Linked DNA regions of Sus scrofa: all the other regions are linked to region 1. A link is a contact called in public HiChIP or PLAC-seq data. All regions are on one chromosome and are shown on one strand. Each heading gives the region's core, a stretch centred on a gene start, on an enhancer-like site or on the middle of the called end of the contact. The rest is flanking DNA. Distances are from core to core; before and after follow the strand shown.

The links. HiChIP or PLAC-seq counts read pairs in DNA pulled down with a chosen protein or histone mark.
Region 2: an H3K27ac HiChIP or PLAC-seq map of skeletal muscle shows a contact between it and region 1. The contact joins the promoter of DAAM1 here to the enhancer-like site in region 1. A contact is called at or near these places in 4 of 5 promoter capture datasets (fetal liver, fetal skeletal muscle and liver), 5 of 47 Hi-C or Micro-C datasets (heart right ventricle, omental adipose tissue, skeletal muscle and 1 more) and 2 of 2 datasets of contacts at active chromatin or transcription factors (alveolar macrophages and skeletal muscle).
Region 3: a contact with region 1 is called in an H3K27ac HiChIP or PLAC-seq map of skeletal muscle. The contact joins two enhancer-like sites. A contact is called at or near these places in 2 of 2 datasets of contacts at active chromatin or transcription factors (alveolar macrophages and skeletal muscle).
Region 4: a contact with region 1 is called in an H3K27ac HiChIP or PLAC-seq map of skeletal muscle. The contact joins two enhancer-like sites. A contact is called at or near these places in 1 of 5 promoter capture datasets (liver), 2 of 47 Hi-C or Micro-C datasets (both in liver) and 2 of 2 datasets of contacts at active chromatin or transcription factors (alveolar macrophages and skeletal muscle).

What each region holds. Positions count from the first base shown.
Region 1 is chr1:188,539,869-188,544,580 of Sscrofa11.1, reverse strand. All of the region lies in intron 2 of LOC102167425 (a long non-coding RNA gene), which reads left to right. Among named protein-coding and RNA genes, the nearest start is that of GPR135, 40 kb to the left of the region's middle. Within about 2 kb of position 1,865, at least 26 of the 83 cell types and tissues checked have an H3K27ac peak or open chromatin away from gene starts, as enhancers often do. A contact at or near this core is called in fetal skeletal muscle, liver, omental adipose tissue and 2 more, where this site is marked.
Region 2 is chr1:188,332,517-188,337,228 of Sscrofa11.1, reverse strand. DAAM1 (disheveled-associated activator of morphogenesis 1) reads right to left here and starts at 1,894. Exons shown (of 25, transcript XM_021102694.1): 1 at 1,746-1,894.
Region 3 is chr1:188,364,057-188,368,768 of Sscrofa11.1, reverse strand. The region is part of intron 1 of DAAM1 (disheveled-associated activator of morphogenesis 1); the gene reads right to left. Among named protein-coding and RNA genes, the nearest start is that of DAAM1, 31 kb to the right of the region's middle. Within about 2 kb of position 2,573, at least 32 of the 83 cell types and tissues checked have an H3K27ac peak or open chromatin away from gene starts, as enhancers often do. A contact at or near this core is called in skeletal muscle, where this site is marked.
Region 4 is chr1:188,391,962-188,396,673 of Sscrofa11.1, reverse strand. All of the region lies in intron 1 of DAAM1 (disheveled-associated activator of morphogenesis 1), which reads right to left. Among named protein-coding and RNA genes, the nearest start is that of DAAM1, 59 kb to the right of the region's middle. Within about 2 kb of position 2,118, at least 38 of the 83 cell types and tissues checked have an H3K27ac peak or open chromatin away from gene starts, as enhancers often do. A contact at or near this core is called in liver and skeletal muscle, where this site is marked.

The DNA.
Region 1 (4,712 bases), core at 616-3,115:
GTGTTTTCTTTCATGTGCAATTCAGTGATGTCTTCTCTCCATACATTTATATATCAAAATCTTATCCTCCAAGATGGATATCAAATGCTACTTCTTCCTTGGAGTCTCTCCTGACATTCCCAACTAGTAGTGTTTTGTCCTTCATCTAAATGGCCACTCACTGGTACATGCCTGGCATTCGTGAGTGGCGAGCTTAACCAGTCTTCTCCTCATCACTGGCCTGAGGGTTTCATGGGGACAGTGGCCATTTTAGTCACACTTTGAACACACAGCCTGGTGTATTTCAGAGGCTTGCTGTTGAAACGAATTGTCCTATAAATGAACAGGAAAGATGCAAACTAGTGTTTGCAAAATAATGGCAAGAAGTCCCCACATTCCAGTCCCTGTGCCTTGTTTAGGATCACAGTGCTCTGTCTAGCAACTAAGCAATTAAAAATGACACAAAGGAAGAAAGGACATCTTACTGAAAGGTTGGCTTTTGACGTTACTTGGTTTGTACTTCTGAAAAACATAGATGCTTTCGTAGATAATTAGTGGAAACAGTTGTTGACCAGCTGACTCTTCTCTAAGTCAGAGGTGACTTATTACCCAGTTCATGTTTTGGCCAGAGAATTACGTAGTGATATGGGCCACACAATGGACTCTCTTCTATGTATGTGGTTGTAATATTAACTAATATTAAGTAACCCTCTGTTTATCAGTTACGAAATCTGAGGGTGTTCAACATTGAAAAGCAGTCAAAATGATAAGACCTAGCCATTCCACTCCATAGCAAATATGTGAAAATGCACATGCACACACAGAAACTTGTGCAGCATTATTCATAATTTGCCCCTTAAGGTGGAAACAATCCAATGCCTATCAATTGATGAAGGGATAAACAAAATATAGCAGTATCTATACAATTAAGTATTATTCAGGAATAAAAAGGAATAAAATTCTGATATACACTATAACATGGATGAACTCTGAAAACTTGTAAGTGAAAGAAGCCAGTCACAAAAGACCATATGATGTGTAATTGCATTTATATGAAATGTCCAGAATAGGAAAATCCATAGACACAGAGTTGCATAGTGGTTGCCTAGCACTGGAAGGGAGAGGAATGGGGGAGTTAGGGAGTGATTGCTAAAGGGTGTAGGGATTCTTTTTGGAGGAATTAAAATATTCTAAAATTGATGGTGGTTATGGTTGCACAGTTTTGTGAATATACTTAAGCCGTTGAATTGTACACTGCAAATGATTGAATTATATCTCAACAAATCTGTTATTTTAAAAGGCTGCCAAAATGATTTCAAGGATTATCATGGGATGACCACACATGCTAGTCAACCATTTAAAACTCTGTAATAAAAAAAAGAAATTCAACATTTCAATAGGCACCTATCAAACTTCTGTAAACAGATTATAAGGAAGTAGAAGAGATGAAAGGGAAAAAAGTGTTTGGTTCTTTGTGCCGTGCTCTGGGACATTTTACTTGGAGCAAGGATTATGCTTTTGTTTCTATCAGTCAGGAAATACTTTTTCAAAAATGCTTTTTCATCTTCTATATCTCGAAAAGGCAAAAATGAATATTTTATCATTTGGATCCTGGGGAACTTTTATTTTTAGCTTTAGGAATAATTTTAAAAGGCAAGTAACACAAATGAGCATTTTTATCCAGATAGATATACTTGTTTTAACACAAACAGTTTTAAACTTATCTAAGAGTGTTTAGCAACTGAGCTATACATGGAAACTATTTTTTTAAAAAAAGGAAGAAAGCAAGCAGCAGTGATCTTAATGACTATTACGTACTCCCAGCCAGCTGAGACTTGACAGAACATTGGACTATGGAAACCCTCTAAGTGAAGAACATGGGAAATAGTCTATAAATAGGAAGAATATCAGTTATTCGCCAAAACACACAGATTCTGGGGTGACCACACAGACAGGAGTCGGAACGGCATCAGGATTTCTGACAAGCAGAATGAGCCTTGGACACGCAGATGGCAATAAAGATATTAAGTTCTCCTGAGCAGATGTTAGGGGCTCCCTTAGACTTCACCTCTGCCTTGGTCCTTTTCCAGCTCTGCAGAGGGGGAAAGCTGAGCCTGGGAAGAGGGGAAGGCGGCAGGGTGAGGCGGGGCTTTGGCTCCAGTGCTGGGCTCCCTGTGCTTTCAAAGCCAGCGCACGTGAAGGGAGTTGGCAGGGACCCTCTGCTTGCATCAGAGACGCCGAAAGTCTGGAGAGTCTGGAGGACCCCAGGCCATTGTCCACAGAGCAGCATGGTTCTGTCTTGTTCACCATCCAGAGGAGGGTGCCTGTGTCCACTTGAGTTTCTCCCAACAAACTTACGCTCAAGTCCCTCTGAGGTTCTCGTCATTTCCAAATGTCCTTGATCTGATCTTTCTGTGTCTGGGCACATACCATTCCCTTGAGTCAGAATTTCCCTCCTACTCATCCTTTCAAACTCACCTTCTCTGCAGAGCCTGCCCAGCTCCCTCAAGCACAACTCGTCAGCTCCACCTCTGTCCTCCCCAAGCCCCCCACCCCCAACACAGTCCTGGTTCTCCAGCCCCAGACAGTCAGAGTCTCAAGGATTACGTCTATATTTTTAATGCTTTATCACTTAGCATGTCTGGTATATAGTTAGTACTTAATAAATGTTTGTTAAATTCCACCAGATTGAGATTCTGATAGGCAGCCTGAGAAGAGGGGTGACTAAACCAGCTGCTTGGCCCAGCAAGAGCTCTGTGTGTGTGTGTGTGTGTGTGTACGTGTTATGCTAAAGGATTGTTAAACTGAATAGCCAAAACTGACTACCTCTCATGGGAGTATTCTAGGCAGCAGTTTAGTTTTCTGGGGTGGCTGTGACAAAGTGCTGCAGGCTGGGTGGCTTAAGTGACAACAGTGTACTTTGTTCCTTCTCATTCTGGAGGCTAGACTGAGTCCAAGCACTGCAGGGTTGGTTTCATCCCAGGGCCTCTCCTTGGCTTCTAGGCAGCTGTCTTCTCCTTCTGTCTTCACAGGGCCTTTCCCGGGTGAATCCTCATCCTAATCCCCTCTTCTTACCAGTCTTACTGGGTTAGGGCCCACCCCCCGGGACCTCATTTAACCTTAACTTCCTCTTTAAAGACCATGTCTCCAAATACAGTCACATTTGGAGGTATTTGGGGTGGGGACTTGCACATAAGAATTTTGAAGGGTTGTAATTCAGCCCAAAGAAGTGGGTAACCACCTACTTTGCCTGAGGTTAAAACTGGTGCCTTGGACATCAGTCCTGTAAACTCTGTATCTCCCTTGAACTTGAATTCAGATGGAGGCAGTGTTGACAGACCCTTCAAGCGCCCATTTAGAGGATAATTAGAAGTGGCAAGTGGGAAGGCTAGACGCTACCGCAGATTTTCTTTTTGCTCTTCTCCATGCTGCACAGGCTATGGGGAGCCCTAGCCTGAGGACCTTTCATGGGATGTCAGGAGGCACCTGGCCTCTGACTCTACTACAGCCTTTATTTCACAAGCTGCTTTTATGCCACAAAAGAATGTGTCATCCCAAGTCTATGCCAACATTTGCTGTCATGGCTTTCTGCAGGGTACCACCCAGCACGAAACCAGTTTAGTGCTCATGCATGAGCCTGGAGAGGGAAAGACCAGCAGAGGGCTCTGTACTGTCCTGAAGAACTTAAACTGTGAACAGCTAAAGGCATCTAGCATCAGCGCTGGACTGAAAGTTAGGCTGGTCATAGCACATTATGCAAGGAGTTGTGCCTCCAAGGGCAGGTGTCCTTTCAACACTAGAACAAAATCCTTATAATACAGTGACATGGTGCAGAGTGGATTCCTCCTGGAGAGAGTAATACTGAAGTAATTTCCTGAGCTAAGTCTGGGTTTAGAGGGTTGCCATCCCAGAAATGCTCTTCCACTCCTCTTGTGGATATTTCCCCAAGTGAGGTTCTAGGCCACTGATGCCAGACTCACCTGGGGTTCTTAAAACTAAGATCCTATGCACTTTACCATGACTGAATTGGGGTCTCTGGGTGGACCGAGGAAATGGAGTTTTAATTTTTGCCTGTGTTATTCCTACTCAAAAACTAACGTGGGAACCGGCGGTATAGTAACTGCCTGGAAATTAGGAGAGGTGCTGCCAGGTAAGTGGTTATGCTTGGACTGTGGCCTCATGATCCACTCAGCCTTCCCACAGGTGTGGCTCCCTGGGGCTTAGGGAGACTGAGAGTCACGAAGTCTAGGTACCAAGGACCCAGCTTCTGATTCACCCTCTGGGGCTCTGCCCACAACTCCAGTTTCTCTCTCTTCCTGATCCCTTTGTTCTGCGAAGTCACAGCTCAGATCACCCCTAATTTAAAAAAGAGACGTGTCTAAAAGTTTTCTAATCCGGAAATTACTCAATGTCAATGATGCATTCAGTCCAGGGAACCATTGTGCCCAGCTGCTGGGAGTGTAAACAGGTAACCTCCCTTTCCAGAGGGCATTTTGGCAAATATGTCATGAGACACTATGAATCCTATCTCCAGGAATGAACCCCAAGGGCAAAATGAGAGATCCTGTCAAAGACTTGTATGTAAGGATATTCATCAGAGCCTTATTTATAATAGTGACAAATGTTCACTATAGGAAACTTGTCAAATTCATAAAATTAAAATATTGAGAGTTATTTAAAATCCTGCTGTCACAAAACATCTAACAGATAAAAATATATTAAGTTTAAAATAA
Region 2 (4,712 bases), core at 645-3,144, 210 kb after region 1:
CACGTGTAACAGAGAATTCCCTCCTTGAGAACGCTGCCTCCAACACTATTAGGAAAATGCAGGTAGCCTGAAAGGGGGAAAAGATCTTTCGACTGCAATTTTCTGAGTTTGCCTTAGGAAAAGGGCTCTTAATAGTTTTTTTCTGGGGAGGGGGGTTGGAGAGACCAAGTACATGTAGGCGAGAGGGAAAGGGGTCTAAAAACTCTGTCCAAGCTATTTACAAGAGAATGTTCAGAGCCCTGGGCTGAGAAACCGGTGACTAGGAGAGAGCAGCTGGGCCCAGGAAGAGCATCTGACCACACCCACTGGCCACGCCCTCCCAGCTGCCCGCAGAGCCACATCGAATTGAAACAGCAGTGGGAGCAGTTAAGATTCCGACGGCAGGAGTCGCCATGGCAACGGGATTTGTCTTGCAGGCAAACTCCGCTTCAATTCACTAGGTCCTTCTCGAGCCTCAAGAAACTACCAGTTCAACGAGGGCAAAACGGCCACGCGTGGCGTTCTTTCTTGACGCTTTCCTGCGTAGGTGGAGATGGGGGGGTGGGAGATGGGGAACCAGGATTGGAGTGTATTCTATTTCTGGGCCCAGTGAAATATTTCATGGCAGCAAGAGACAGAACACTCCAACCACAGGCTGTGAGCAACTTGAGAACAGAGCCTTTAGCAAAGATTTGATGAATGAGTGAGTAAGGGAAAGAATAAGGGGGCTGGGAAAGGGAAATCCAGAGGACTTCACCGGCCTCGCTCAGGTGCCCGGTCGGAGAGCAAGAGGATCACAAGCATTTGGATTTTCACCACCAGCTGGGAAAACCGATTATCCACCGCTCTTGCCCCACTGCGAGTCTTATCGTTAGATTATTCCACACTCCGCACCGCTTTTCCACCTCCTAGCCCAGCGCTCCAGGCAGACGCTTCGTACCAGCTCAGGTGTTATTTGTCGAGGGAACCATCAGTGCAACGGGCATCAAGATGCCCCCTACCCAGAGGGATGCGAGGCGGGAGTGCTCTGCGGCGCTTGGAAACCAGTCAGCAGGCTGCGCAGCCTCCCCTCGCCGCTGTCCGACAACACCCCTCGCTCTTTCCGCAACGCGGTTTCCCTCTAGTCTCTCGTTTGAGATATTTAGCTCCCAACTTTACCTAAATTACAGTCACTTCATCCCTTTCGAATGAGTCTTGAGATTAGGGTGCCCGGGATGGTAGGGGTTCTGCTGGGATGAGTAAATGAGTCTCTCCTCCTCTGTCGCCACCTCTGAGTCCACCTAGCCTGCCTTGGGATTCTCCCCTCCCGGAGCCTCACCGGGCAGCAGCTCCCGACAGCAGCAATGTCCACAGCACCCAGCTGGGGCCACGACCCCCAGCGCCCCAGCCCCAGGGTGTCAGCAGCAAGGCGGCGAGTGGTACCCCGCCGGCTCTCTTGGCATCTGAGCGCCTCAGAAAGAAAGAAGGGAGGCACCCGCGTCCTCGGGGGCGCCTTTCTCCAGTCTCGCTTTGCTTTGTGCCGCGCTTGCAGCCATTTTCCCAAACCGAGCTTGGCAGCTGGAAGCTGTCTAGGTCCTGTTCCCACCCAGACCCAACCTGAAGGACGGGTTTAATATTTACCTACTGGCCCGGGAGCTCCGGGGAGGCAACGGGAGGGCGCGCCGCGAACCCAGCGCCGGGCCCGAAACAGCGAGCCCAACCCCACGCCACCGCGCGGTGCCACTTAATGAATGAGTGCAGCGAGCGACGCGGCACGTCCCCCTTACCTGAGCAGCCCCAGCATTCTGAAAAGGCGGTTCTGAGCTTCGGGTACAATGGGCTCCCTTAAACAGTTTCCTTCACAGCCGCTCGTAGGTTACCAACTCGCAGGTGACATCACCCTCTCCTCGCCTGATAGGATACAATGTGGCGCCCACTGCGCATGGACTCCCGGGTCGCTTCTGGGAGTTGTAGTTCGTGTTCCACAGGCAGAGCCCGGGTAAGTGCGATACCAGGGTTCTTGGAACTACACTTCCCGACACACTCCCGGCCTCTTCGTCCACGCCCCTAACCCCGCCCCCGCCTCGACCCGCCCCCCCCCGACCCGCCCTCCAGCCTTGCAGTGTTAGTCCGGGTAGTTCAGAAGCTGAGCTGAGGACGCAGCGGGTTGGGAGCAGGGGTTGCGGGTGGGAGGGGAAGTGGTATCCTTAGGTCGTGCTCTTTGACTTGACCTCCACTCGGCCCCATGCGGGCTCCGAGGAACCAGAGGGGTCCGGGACTAGTGCGCACTAGCCCCGCAGCTCTGAGCAACCTGGTTCCGTTGGCCCCGGCCGAAAAGAGAAGATTAAGCCCTTCACTGCCTCCCCTAGGCGTAGCAACTAATTAATTGGGTTAAACGCAGTCGAGGAATTACCCCACGACCCAGAGGAAGGCGGACGCGGACCCTGAAGGACAGAAATGCCCCTGTGCCCCACTTGGTACAAATCACCTCTCGGTCTTCTCTTTCCTTCTCCCATTTAACGGAGTCAGGGTGACCAACCAGATCTCTGGGAACAGCTTAGTCGCCTGAGCCGACAGAATAACCTAGGGTGTCGCTAATCAAAATGCTGTGCAACAGACTAGATAGTCGCCTCAACCCTCCGTCTGGGAGCCTGCTGCTGCTGCAGAGATAATACTATCGCGCAGCCATGCTTTTGTTCTTCCCTGCAGCAGACTTCCCGCTCGCTCATGGCTCCCAGGAAGACAACATCCTTGCCTAAAGTTTTAATAAATAAATATACGTATACATGTACTTTTAAATACACAACACTCTCAACTTGCATACCTTTCTCTTCAAATTTTTTAATGACCTAAGCGAAACAACATCATGCTGTTCAAGAACTGCTGTGATACTAATACACCTAAGTGTTTATTTAAAGATAAGATGTGCAGCAGAATTCTGAACCTTCAATAAAATTTTATTTTTAATATGTAAAAATTTGCCTTGGAACTTTTCATTATTCAATGAATATCAAACATTATAAAAAATTAACACTGGTAAATCTCTTGATGTGTTTCTAAATGAAAAAAAAAATCTTTACGTCTAGTTATTCCAGTTGTAAAGGTAAATTATAATGGCATTCGATGTCGTAATCACATATAAGGATCAGCTCACACCCTTATTTCTACAAGCAAAATCTCTAGAGACTACCTCTCATGAAAAGAAAGTTCACAATTAAGATTTCAAACAACTCTCCACCTAATTGTTGGTGAAAGTCTTCTTATTTCTCATATCATCCTGCAACAATAACTGGGGTTCAAGAGAAAAATATTCATGGATCTAGTTGAAGATCTCAGGAAAGAAGGAAAGGCTTTGTTTGCTGAGAGGGATTTTACTACTGAATTCTGCTTTTTCTTTTAACAAGCCAATTCCTTATAGCCCAGACACATTTTTCTCCACTGAGGGAAGATAACTTTGAATGTTGCTCTCCTGTTCTGAGCTATTCCATCCATTTCAAATATTGTCTTAAGTGGAACCTAGACAATACAAATGTTCCATTGGCCAACAGATCAAGAGTACAATCAGTGATATTCTAGCTAATGGGTAGACTTAATGCATTGCAGTTCATTGTGGGAAAAGATTCAGAAAGAAACTTGACCTGGGGTGAATCTAAAAGCTCTTCCAGTTCTGTAACTTTGTAGAGCTTTTAGAGGGAAATACAATCAGTGCGCCTGAAATGTATTGAGTCCAATTGGATGTGGAGATTCTTTATAAGTCAGGATTTAGACTTACAGATAAAAGTATATTATATTATTGTGGTACACTCTGAGGAGTAAGTTTATAGAATAAATCACCTTAGAGCAAGTTCTCTTGAGTCTTCAGTAATGAAGGAGAGGATGAAGTCTGCCTAAAGAAAAAATTCCATTCTCTGTAGCAATTAATATTATAGGGATGTGCCATGTTACATGTCCATATATAAAGGACATCATACACAATAGATAACAAGCACAGAAATGAGCAGATGTACACATGTGAAGCTGTTCTTCCTACTAAATAGATATAAATATAGATAATAAATATTGAAAGATAGGCATCGTTTGGAAGCATTTTGCTATGTGCGATGGATTTGAGCTTATCCCTGCACACTATTTTCATTGGTAACCAGGAGAAACAAAGATGGCTCTTCAGCACCAGAAATGCAGTCTGTGGTCCTGGGACTAGAGGAAGCTTAACAACATCTATGGAGACTGAAGGGAACACACTTCTCTCCCTCCCTCTCTCCCTCTCTCTCTCTCTCTCTCTCTCTCTCTCTCTCTCTCTCTCTCTCTCTCACACACACACACACACACACACACACACACACACACACATTCACAGACATTTATTGTGTGTGTATTTCTTTTTCCGTGACTACATAGTCTCATAAACAATTGAAAACACTGTTCGGCTTATAATTTCGAAGGATTTCTTTACTTTTTTCTTTTCTTTTTAAAGGACAGCTGCTGTTCTAGAATGATCTGATGAAAGGTCTTGTCTAGTCCCATAATCATTTCCTATTAATTAGGAGCCCATGGGACCACTGGAAATAGATTTAATTGACCATCTACACGTGGAGGAAGGGGAAAGGCACCATGGGATATTTGGCTGATCTTTCAAAATAATACCTCTCAGTTCTGATTACAAGGCTTTAGTCTAGATGTTGAGCTTTAGATAAGGGAGGAAATGAGATATCAACAGAGAAAGAACTTTTTAAGTCTGTAGCCTTGCATGTGTT
Region 3 (4,712 bases), core at 1,324-3,823, 180 kb after region 1:
AACACTCCACCACCACCCCTCCCTCATCATCCTATCTTCAGAAACTCTGTTGGTGAGGTGTGAAGATTTTGTTTGTTTGTTTCTTTCTTTTTAGGGCCAAACCTGCAGCATATGGAAGATCCCAGGCTAAGGGTCGAATCGGAGCTGCAGCTACCAGCCTACATCACAGCCACAGCAACACCAGATCCAAGTTGGGTCTGCAGTGCCAGATCCTTACTCCACTGAACGAGGCCAGGGATTGAACCCAAGCACCCTCATGAATACTAGTCGGGTTCATTACTGCTGAGCCACAACAGGAACTCTTTTCTATTAAATACTGTTTTCCTGCAGGAGGGAAAAATCTACTCCATAGCACTTAGCCAGTTCTTGGCATAATCCCTGAGGAGACCTGGCATGCTGTAAAAGCATCCAGGTCCCTGTTCCCTGTTGTCTCCCAGGACAAGCAAGAGCATTCTCAATTCTTGTTACAGCACTTCAAGAAGCAGCTCTGAATTCTCTTCTTCATGAAGGATCACTCCTTCTTTGTTCTTTTGTTATTTCACATCTGCTGATAAACAGCCACATATGGTTGGCCGCTACCTTACTGGACAGCATAGGACATGTTTTATTTAGAAGAATCCGCCCTCAGACTTCCCCCCATAACTCCAGTTATAAGCCACGCTGATGTAATCAGAAGCCCATCAAAGGTGAAAATGTCACAGAGAGATAAAAGGATGATGTTCTGTAGATAAGCTGTAATGCAGAGAAATCCACTCATGATCCTGAGGATGAAGGGAGCTGTATGAAGTGCTGTGGTGACTGACGCTTGATCAGCCTTACTGCCTCAGCCATCAGTCAAACACGCTCACAGGGGCTGGACCTGAGGCCTGGTATATCACACAGGCTGCTTCTCTGGGTCCACTATGGTGAGTAACAAAAAAAGGTGCATATACTGTTTGGAAAGAACCAGTTTTCCACCCTCTACCTGCATGAGAAGCAGCCTTTTTTAGACAGTTCTATTTCTCCCAAGACTAGGTCACACACAATGTCAAATGAACTAATGTGTATCAAAGATCGGTTTTAAAACTTTTTTAACTGCTGGAAACTCCTATTTGGGGGAGTTTGGGAAAGTATCATGAACTCTGAATCCAGTCAAAGCACTGGCTAGACCAAAAACAAGTCAAAAGAAATATGTAAGTATTGTATATATTTAGAATTCAATTATTTATAGCACCAATTGAAGTTATTAAGCTAGACACATTAATTACTGCAGAAATTACACAACGGGCTCTCCAATAGAAAAAATACATCAACTGTTATTCTAACAAAGTATTCTAATGCTTCATGGAAATGTGAAATTGACCCTTAAAATGGATGTACTTAAAATCTTTCTTTCCTAATCTATGACACTGGGGCTTAAAAGAACGGGTAGACAATTTCCACCAATGTAATAAATAGACAGCTGTCCAGGAGTTCCCGTTTTGGCTCAGTGTTAATGAACCCGACTAATAGCCATGAGGACATGGGCCCCACTCAGTGGGTTAAGGATCCAGCATTGTTGTGCGCAGTGGTATAGGTCACAGACACAGCTCAGATCCTGAGTTGCCATGTCTGTGGCTTAGGCCAGCAGCTGCAGCTCCAATTTAACCCCTAGCCTGGGAACTTCCATATACCCCATATGTGGCCCTAAAAAAAAAAAAAAAAAAAAAAAAAAGACAGCTGTCCAAAATCCACACTCCACCCCCCCCCCAACTGCCACATATAGGTACATACCTACAACCTCATTTTCAAGGAAGCAAGTTCTTGATTTGACAGAGATAATATAAGACATTGAAGTAACGTGCCTGAGGTGGGTAGTGTTTAATGAGGGGAAAAGAACCTGACTTCCTTTCCTGATTTGAGCAAGGCATTTCAGGGGGGGGACTCTGGGAAGTCAAAGGAAGATGACTAGCCAGTGCTTAAGGAGGAGACGGCCAGCTAAACCAGGCCTGGAGAGGCCCCAGGGACCAACACCAGCTTCTAGACACTACCTGGATGTAGGGAGCCCTACCCACAAGGAGAGTAACAGAGGCTCATGCTGAGTGTGTTAATGAAAATCTGGAGGGAATCTACCCTTGCAACCATGATTCATAATGTTCTTTTCTGTGAGAAAATAAATGGGGGTGGAGGGGTGGTTAACAGCCATTATTTGCCACAGCCTGGGGCTCCTCTCTGGTTTCCTATTTCAGTTACCTGAATCAAAAAATATATACCCTTTTCTGGGAAAAGAAAAAAATAGGGGGAACGTGAGAAAGGTGGACATAGGTTTCAGCAGGCAAAAAAATCTGGTTGCCAATGTATGACCAAAAGTAACCACTGCCAGAAGACAGTGAGCGTTGTCAGTTCTGTGTACCAGAACTAGTAAGTGACCTTTCTTGGTGTTCCCTTCTCTGACTATTCCCTGATCCGGCTACACAGGGCAAAGGAGCTGGTATCTTGTCTTTGGCTGGTCTCCTGGGCCATGTCCAAGACCTCCGGACTTGCCTGCTCACTGCCATGGTGGATTACGAAAGGCCTTATTATCCTGAGCTCAGACAGAGCAAACACAAACACCCCCGCCTGGGGCAGGCCTATAACAAACCTGAGAAGCTGCAGTCTGCAGAAAGCATGGTCTGGGGCAGGCCTGCCAACGGCCCGAGCCAGCTGACCAGCATCCAGTCATCACTTCTTTTCCAAATACCAACTGAACAAACCTTGATTCAGCTCTTGTGTTACACTCTGGTGGAGAACAGCACAGAGGAAGCACCAAGAGAATGATTTTAGAGAAACTATTCTGGGCATGGACCAAGTACATCTTCCTGTGGAACTGTTAGTAACTCAGGGGTCCTTTGTGTTTGCTTGAACCTTCCAAGCCTAGCTGCAAAAAAGACATACTTCTTTTTTCTCCTCAGGGAGAATAAAAGTAGGAAAGTAAAATTACTGGTAATGTCATATCCAGTCAAACAGGAAGGTTTGTAGGCTCTAGGCTGAAAGGTTTCCAAAGCTACACTCAGCCAATCTGAAAATAATTTATTTGATTTTCATTTGTTTCATTTCCTCCAAAGTTACCATTCAGCTTCCGACTCCCCCACCCACCAAGACAAGAGGAAACATTCAGTAAACACAACAAAAAAAGTGTTTAAGAAACATTTGAACTGTGGAAAACTGGAAACTTCGTTCGCTGCTGGGGGGAATATAAAATGGTACAGCCACTTTGGAAAACATTTTGGCAGTTTCTCAAAGTGTTAAACATAAGAGTCTCCATATGACCTGGCAATTCACACTTTCAGGTATTTACCCAAGAGAACTGAAAACATATGTTCACAGAAAAACTTGTACATGAACGCTGACAGGAGCACTGTTCATAATAACCACAGAATGCAAACAACCTAAACATCCATAAATAAACAAAATGTGGTGTATCCACTAAATGGAGTATTATTTGGCAATAAAAAAGGATTAAGTACTGATACATGCTATGACATGGATGAAGCCTTGAAACCATTATACTAAATGAAAGAAGCCAGTCACACAAGATTATACATTTTATGACCTCATTTATATTAAAAGTCCTGAAGAGGCCAATCCATATAGACAGAAAGCAGATTAATAGTTGCCCAAGATGGAGATGGGAAAGGGGGTTGGATAGGGTACAGAGATTACAGCCAATGCCTATGCAGTTACTCTTTGGAGAGCTGAAAATGCTTTCGAATTAGATTGTGGTGATGGTTACACAAGGCTATGGATAAACAATGAATTGTAAAAAAAAAAAAAAAAAAAAAATTAACTGTACTCTAAAACAAGTGATTATATAGGTGAAATGCCTCTCAGTAAAGCTGAGGGGAGAAGGAAGGGAGGAAGGAAGGTGGGAACGAAAGATATCAGAACTGAAGTGTCTCACCTGGAATGGTAATTCTTCTCAGGGTATTTTTCTTTTAACTTTTTAACTCGCTATGATCTTATCAGTCAGAGGGAAGGAGGGAGGGAGGGAGGGAAAGAAAGAAGGAAGGAAGGAAGGAAGGAAGGAAAGAAGGAAGGAAAGAAGGAAGGGAAAGAAGTAGAGGAAGAGGAACAGAAAAGTTCCCTGCTTCCCCCAGTGATAATATCTTACCTAACTATAATACACTGTCAAAAGCAGGAAATTGATATTGACACATTACAGTTAACTAGGCTACAGAACTTAGATTTCTAGGCATGCCTTTTAAAAACAGCTGCTGGATAAAAATCCTTGAGGTTACATCCCTACTCTTTTTGCCCGAAACAGCAGTCACTTTGGTTCTGATTATAGCAAGCTAGTCAATAATTCCAGCAACAGAGATATGAGTGGTGGCCGTGTTAACAACCCCCAGTCCCCAATTTGCTTGAGAGGAAAATGAAGTTATCATTAGTGAACAATTCCCACCAAAGCACATCATTCACTTTGTAGATACTTTGAAGGTCCTTCAAGTTTAAGATGGTTCCTCACCAAGCTCCTCCCCTGAAGGGAAGCTGGTGAGCCCCTGGCGTGCTGGTGATGAGCTATGATAACTAAAGCTCTACTAAGTCTTTCCTTAGGTGGTCAAGAGTTTGCATTTAACCATCCTAACTTATTCTGGAAAAAAAACAGACTTGTTAAAGGACTCATATGAGACAGAAATAGCTTCTGTTAAAGACAGGAGATAGTTTCCAACAAAATACTCTCTTATTTATTTAATTCTTTTCTTTCTTTTATTTCC
Region 4 (4,712 bases), core at 869-3,368, 150 kb after region 1:
CAGAATCTTTTAGACATTTTCCCGACTCCTTATATTTAGTGAATACTTTTCCTAAGATGTATTCACTTACTCAGCTATCCTACCGGGGCCTCCTCAATAGGCCAGGCTCAGTGTTAGGTGCTACAGAAAGAGATGAAGAAAACTCACAACTAGGTGCGACATTCAGGGGGCAGTGAGGTTGTCTTTGGTCCAATGAAGAAGAAATGTATAGTTACTGAAACCAGGGGCCTGTGTTTCCATGTCTTGGCCCCATTTTAATCAGATCAGCCTGAGGGAAACGACGAATTCCACCATGACAGCTGGGCCCTCAACCAGGAAGCACCTTCTCATCTCAGCTCCCGGCACTGGTGCCAAGAGGAAGAAGTCACTTCTGGGACATCCAAGATGCAATCGGTCTATAATATTACAGATGACTATTCCTAGGCCGTGCACAAGGAAGCAATTAAAAAGCTACTTAAGATTCTGGAGCAGGTGCAATTTGCAAAGAATAAGAAATTTAACCCATCTGTGGCCTAGCTCAGAGTCATTTGCACTGCTCTTTACCAAAATAAACAAAATTCTCAAAGTGATAAGAGTCAAAAAAGGACGTCCAAATTTTCAGGAATGTTGATGATTATGATGATTAAAAAAATTAACTGGAGAACAAAAATAGTCCACAAGAAAACCCCTCTTTAATACTTAGCTTTTGATAATGCCAAGTTACAATATGTGCATGATATGCAAAGTTCATTCTCCACAAAGCTTCGTACAATCAGTACCTGGCATATGGGATAACTTTAAGGTCATGTTAAGATAGATTTGCACTGATACATACATCATTCTAAGAGGCTCATCAGGAACTTAGGCCACACATTTATAGGACGGCTGTCCAGACTAAGGGATTCGCTCACTGGCCACGTTACCAAAGTTTTCCTCTAACCAAAGGAGGTATAGAGAAAACAGCTTACATGCTGGAGAAAGGGAAAGAAGGAGACGGTGAGTTAAACAGTTGAGCATTTCTGCATGGACCACAAAGTGCAGTGGGGCCCAAATATGTTGTGCCCCACGTCTATTATTTTAATGTTGACAGCATTTCACATTGCATCCTCCAATTATAATTTCACCACTAAAATACTGTCATTGTTGCTTTATTATCAATTTCTCTGGAATTTCTGAAACAACGTCACAGACACAAAAAAGAAGGATAGGAAAGAAAATTATGCCACAAGAGCAACTTGAAAGAGAAAGACTGGGGGAACCCTGAGTTTTAATCACCAAACCTATTGTTTTCAGAGCTACAATTTACTTCATGTTTTGCCTTTTTCCAAAGGGCCGTGGCATATGATTTGGGTTTCAACAACATGTTACTGTGAACCCAAATTCTCTTATCAAGAAGAATGTGAAAGGAAAAAATTGCTTTGCTTCTTTCCTTGGCCATCTCTCTCCCCTCTCACATTCCTCATGTCTGGTTTCATTTCCCAAGCACACCAGATGCCAAATACTATTTGGAGTTTTAAAAACTGATGGGATGCAGTCTAAAGGCTGTAGGAGAAGCATTTGAAAGGGAATGCGTTTTCCCCGTAAGTTTCAACATCCTTTCCATCAGGAAACGGAAAGGGCATTTCTCAGTAAGTGTGTCCAGTGGAGGGATAGCCCTTCCCATACACTTGGTCACCAAAGGATGTTCTAATAGAGCACTTCTTGGGGTGGCTCCTGGAAATTCATCCAGTGGGTCTTTTCAACACAGTGACTGTTCTTTTAGTTATCTATCTATCTATCTTTTTAGGGCCACGCCAGTGCATATGGAAGTTCCCAGGCTAGACACCACAGCCACAGTAATGCAGGATCCAAGAGGCATCTGCGACCTCACAGCTCACCGCAATGTTAGATCCTTAATCCACTGAGTGAGGCCAGGGATTGAACCTGCATCCTCACGGATACTAGCAGGGTTCGTTACCACGAGCCAGAACAGGAACTCCTGCAGAGACTTTTCCAATGCAAGAGAACAGTGAGGGCATGCCACCATCAACAGGGACACTAAAACCCAAACATTCAAAAGAGCTACTGGCACCCGGAAACACTTCCTGCTCCACTGTCTAAGCAGGGCAGCAGAAGCAAAGTACACTCCCTCCCCTAGTGTTTGCCTGCATCATCGCAGGCCAGGGTTGGGGGGCAGGGGAGGGGGGGCTGCAAAGTGGAAGCCAGAATCAGCCCCTTCCTTTCCCACTTCCTCCCAAGATAAGGGAGGAAGGAACCCAAGTGGAGTCCATGCACACCCTTGAGCCAGAACAAGCCTTCGCCAGCACATAATTAACAGACTTGTTCCAGGCCACAGACCCTGCCAGAAAATAGCCCCTCCTCACATAAAGAGCAGAGGAGGGGGCCTCTGGGTCTTCACCCTGAAAAGCTGGCAACAGCAGTTCTGTCATGACTCAGTACTTTTGCTGTGGGTTTAGGCATAAATCCCTAAAGCCAATATAACACAGTTCTCGGGAGTCAGGACGTTTGTGCTGATCATGTGACAGAAACCAGTGTGGAAGCCAGGACATCTCGTCTAGATCATCTGGGAGAAGAGCCAAACCAAGTGTCACTGGAGCTCCCCAGCAAAGCATGGCCACACCAGGGGGCCTGTGCCCTCAGCCTGCTGACCTGTGGCTGGTCTCTGAACAAAGTCAATAAACAAATTTAAACCCAAGCTGAAAGAAATGCAAATAATTTTCCCGTTTGGGTTTCTAACTCCCTACCTTAGGGATCCACTCAAATTCTATAATGACAAATTGAAATGTGTGGGTTACACAAACATAAGAAGCCACAACTCAATGGCCAGCTTTGTCACATCAAAGCTCTCACTCTCCCAAGAGGCCAAGTTTTGTCCTTTAACAAATATGTAAAAGAACCGCAACTTTCCTTGGATGATGTTCAAAGAATGGACCAATTGAGTATTACTTATTGTTCCCCTGAAAATTTTATTAAATTTAAGTATGTTTTAAAATACTGAAAGAAGATGTTCTGAGTTACATAAGTATTTTCAAATAAATACTTTTCTCCTTATTTGGGAATGGGGGTTGTGGGGGAGAGTGGTGACTTTCCTGAATCACCTAGCAACTCTTTCAGGAAGGATATGACAGTAGGACATCACAGCCACCAGAAGAGTCACTGTACATTGTAAGACACTAGCAATCAAATCACCCATAGTCTACCTGCGCTGGTCCTCTGCTGACCCACCTGATATAACACCTAAAACTAGAATCCTCACCACTACTGATCAATGTGGTGCCTCTTAAACTGTCTCCCCACCAACATGACCACGATTTAGGTACTTAAGGTTTTAGATATTGCCAAACAAGCTGCCAACTCTTTGGTGCCGTTCACACAGAAAATTCAAATGACATTAAAAAGATAATGTCTAAAAAGAAACACACTAGTAAGCATTTTTTGGAAGCTCCTTATAACTGAATTCATTCTGGCAAATTCTGAGAGAGAAGAGGGTGAACAGATACATATAGTTGACCCTTGAACAACAAGGGGGTGAGGTATTCTGATTCTCTCTGTAGCCAAAAATCCACATATAACTTCTAGTCAGTTCCTCCTATATCCATGGTTCTGCATCCAAAAATTCAACCAACTGCAGATCGCTTAGTAGGACTGCAGCACTCACTGTTGAAAGAATCTGCAGAGAAGTGGACTTGCTCAGTTCAAACCCATGTTGTTCAAGGGCCAAGTGTATTTGGATTGAACAACTGTGTTTTCCAAATGTTAGAGCCAAGTTTAGTGTGATGGAAGATAAACAGGGGTACTCTAGGCCAAGGCCTCACGACACATACTCCTGGTAATGCAGAAGTCCCTCTCTCCAGGGAGGCCACAAGAGTGGTCCCCTGGGAAAGTGAGCACTGCTACTGACCCTCACAGCCACTAATCAGATGCTGTTCAGTCTCCTCCCTTCTCAAAAAGTACAACTACATTTTACCACCAAGGCCAAGTTGGTATAATTTTAATTTCTCCACAGGCCTCTACAAATAATACTGAGGCCTGACATCTCAGGGAAACTACAGTTCTCTGGACTGAAAATAAAGAAACAAACACTGGCCCAGAGGGATTTGTATGTTCATGGTTACTGAAAGCAAATCTTAAAACTATCTGATTACCTTCCTCTTTTCAGTTCTTCTAGCTACTTTTATGCCAAGATTACTTTATTGTAATTGCAACAAGAGAAAATAAAACAAAAGACCCAGCAGAAAAAAAAAATTCTGGGTTAAAATTAGCCTCACTTGCTGGTAACAACCAAGAAACTCCCATCTTTCTCACAACATATGTAGCTTTTCAGTTGGGGAAAGCTGATGAGCAGATACAATATGACAAGCAGCCATGGAGTCGTGACCCTGGGTTCAAATGGTTCAAATACCAGTTCTAACCCTTCTACTGGTGAGTGGCTTTAAAAAAAAAAAAAAAAAAAAAAAAAGACTTCAGCATCCCGAAGTCCTCCATAAATGTCTGATGGATTTTTAAATGAACAAAACAAAGGGAAATGAGAACTATGTTAAAAAGCTGGAGGGGTGGATTTATATTTGTTTGCTACTGTTTGGTAGAAATATGTTAACCGGATTCCTTTCCCTGACATTCCTGTGTATATCAGCAGAACAAATTCCTGGAATGAAGCTGGTTTAATCTCTATAGGGCAGTTGTCACCACTAAATCAAGGGCTCTGCAGGTTAGTCAGCTTATCTGCAAATTGT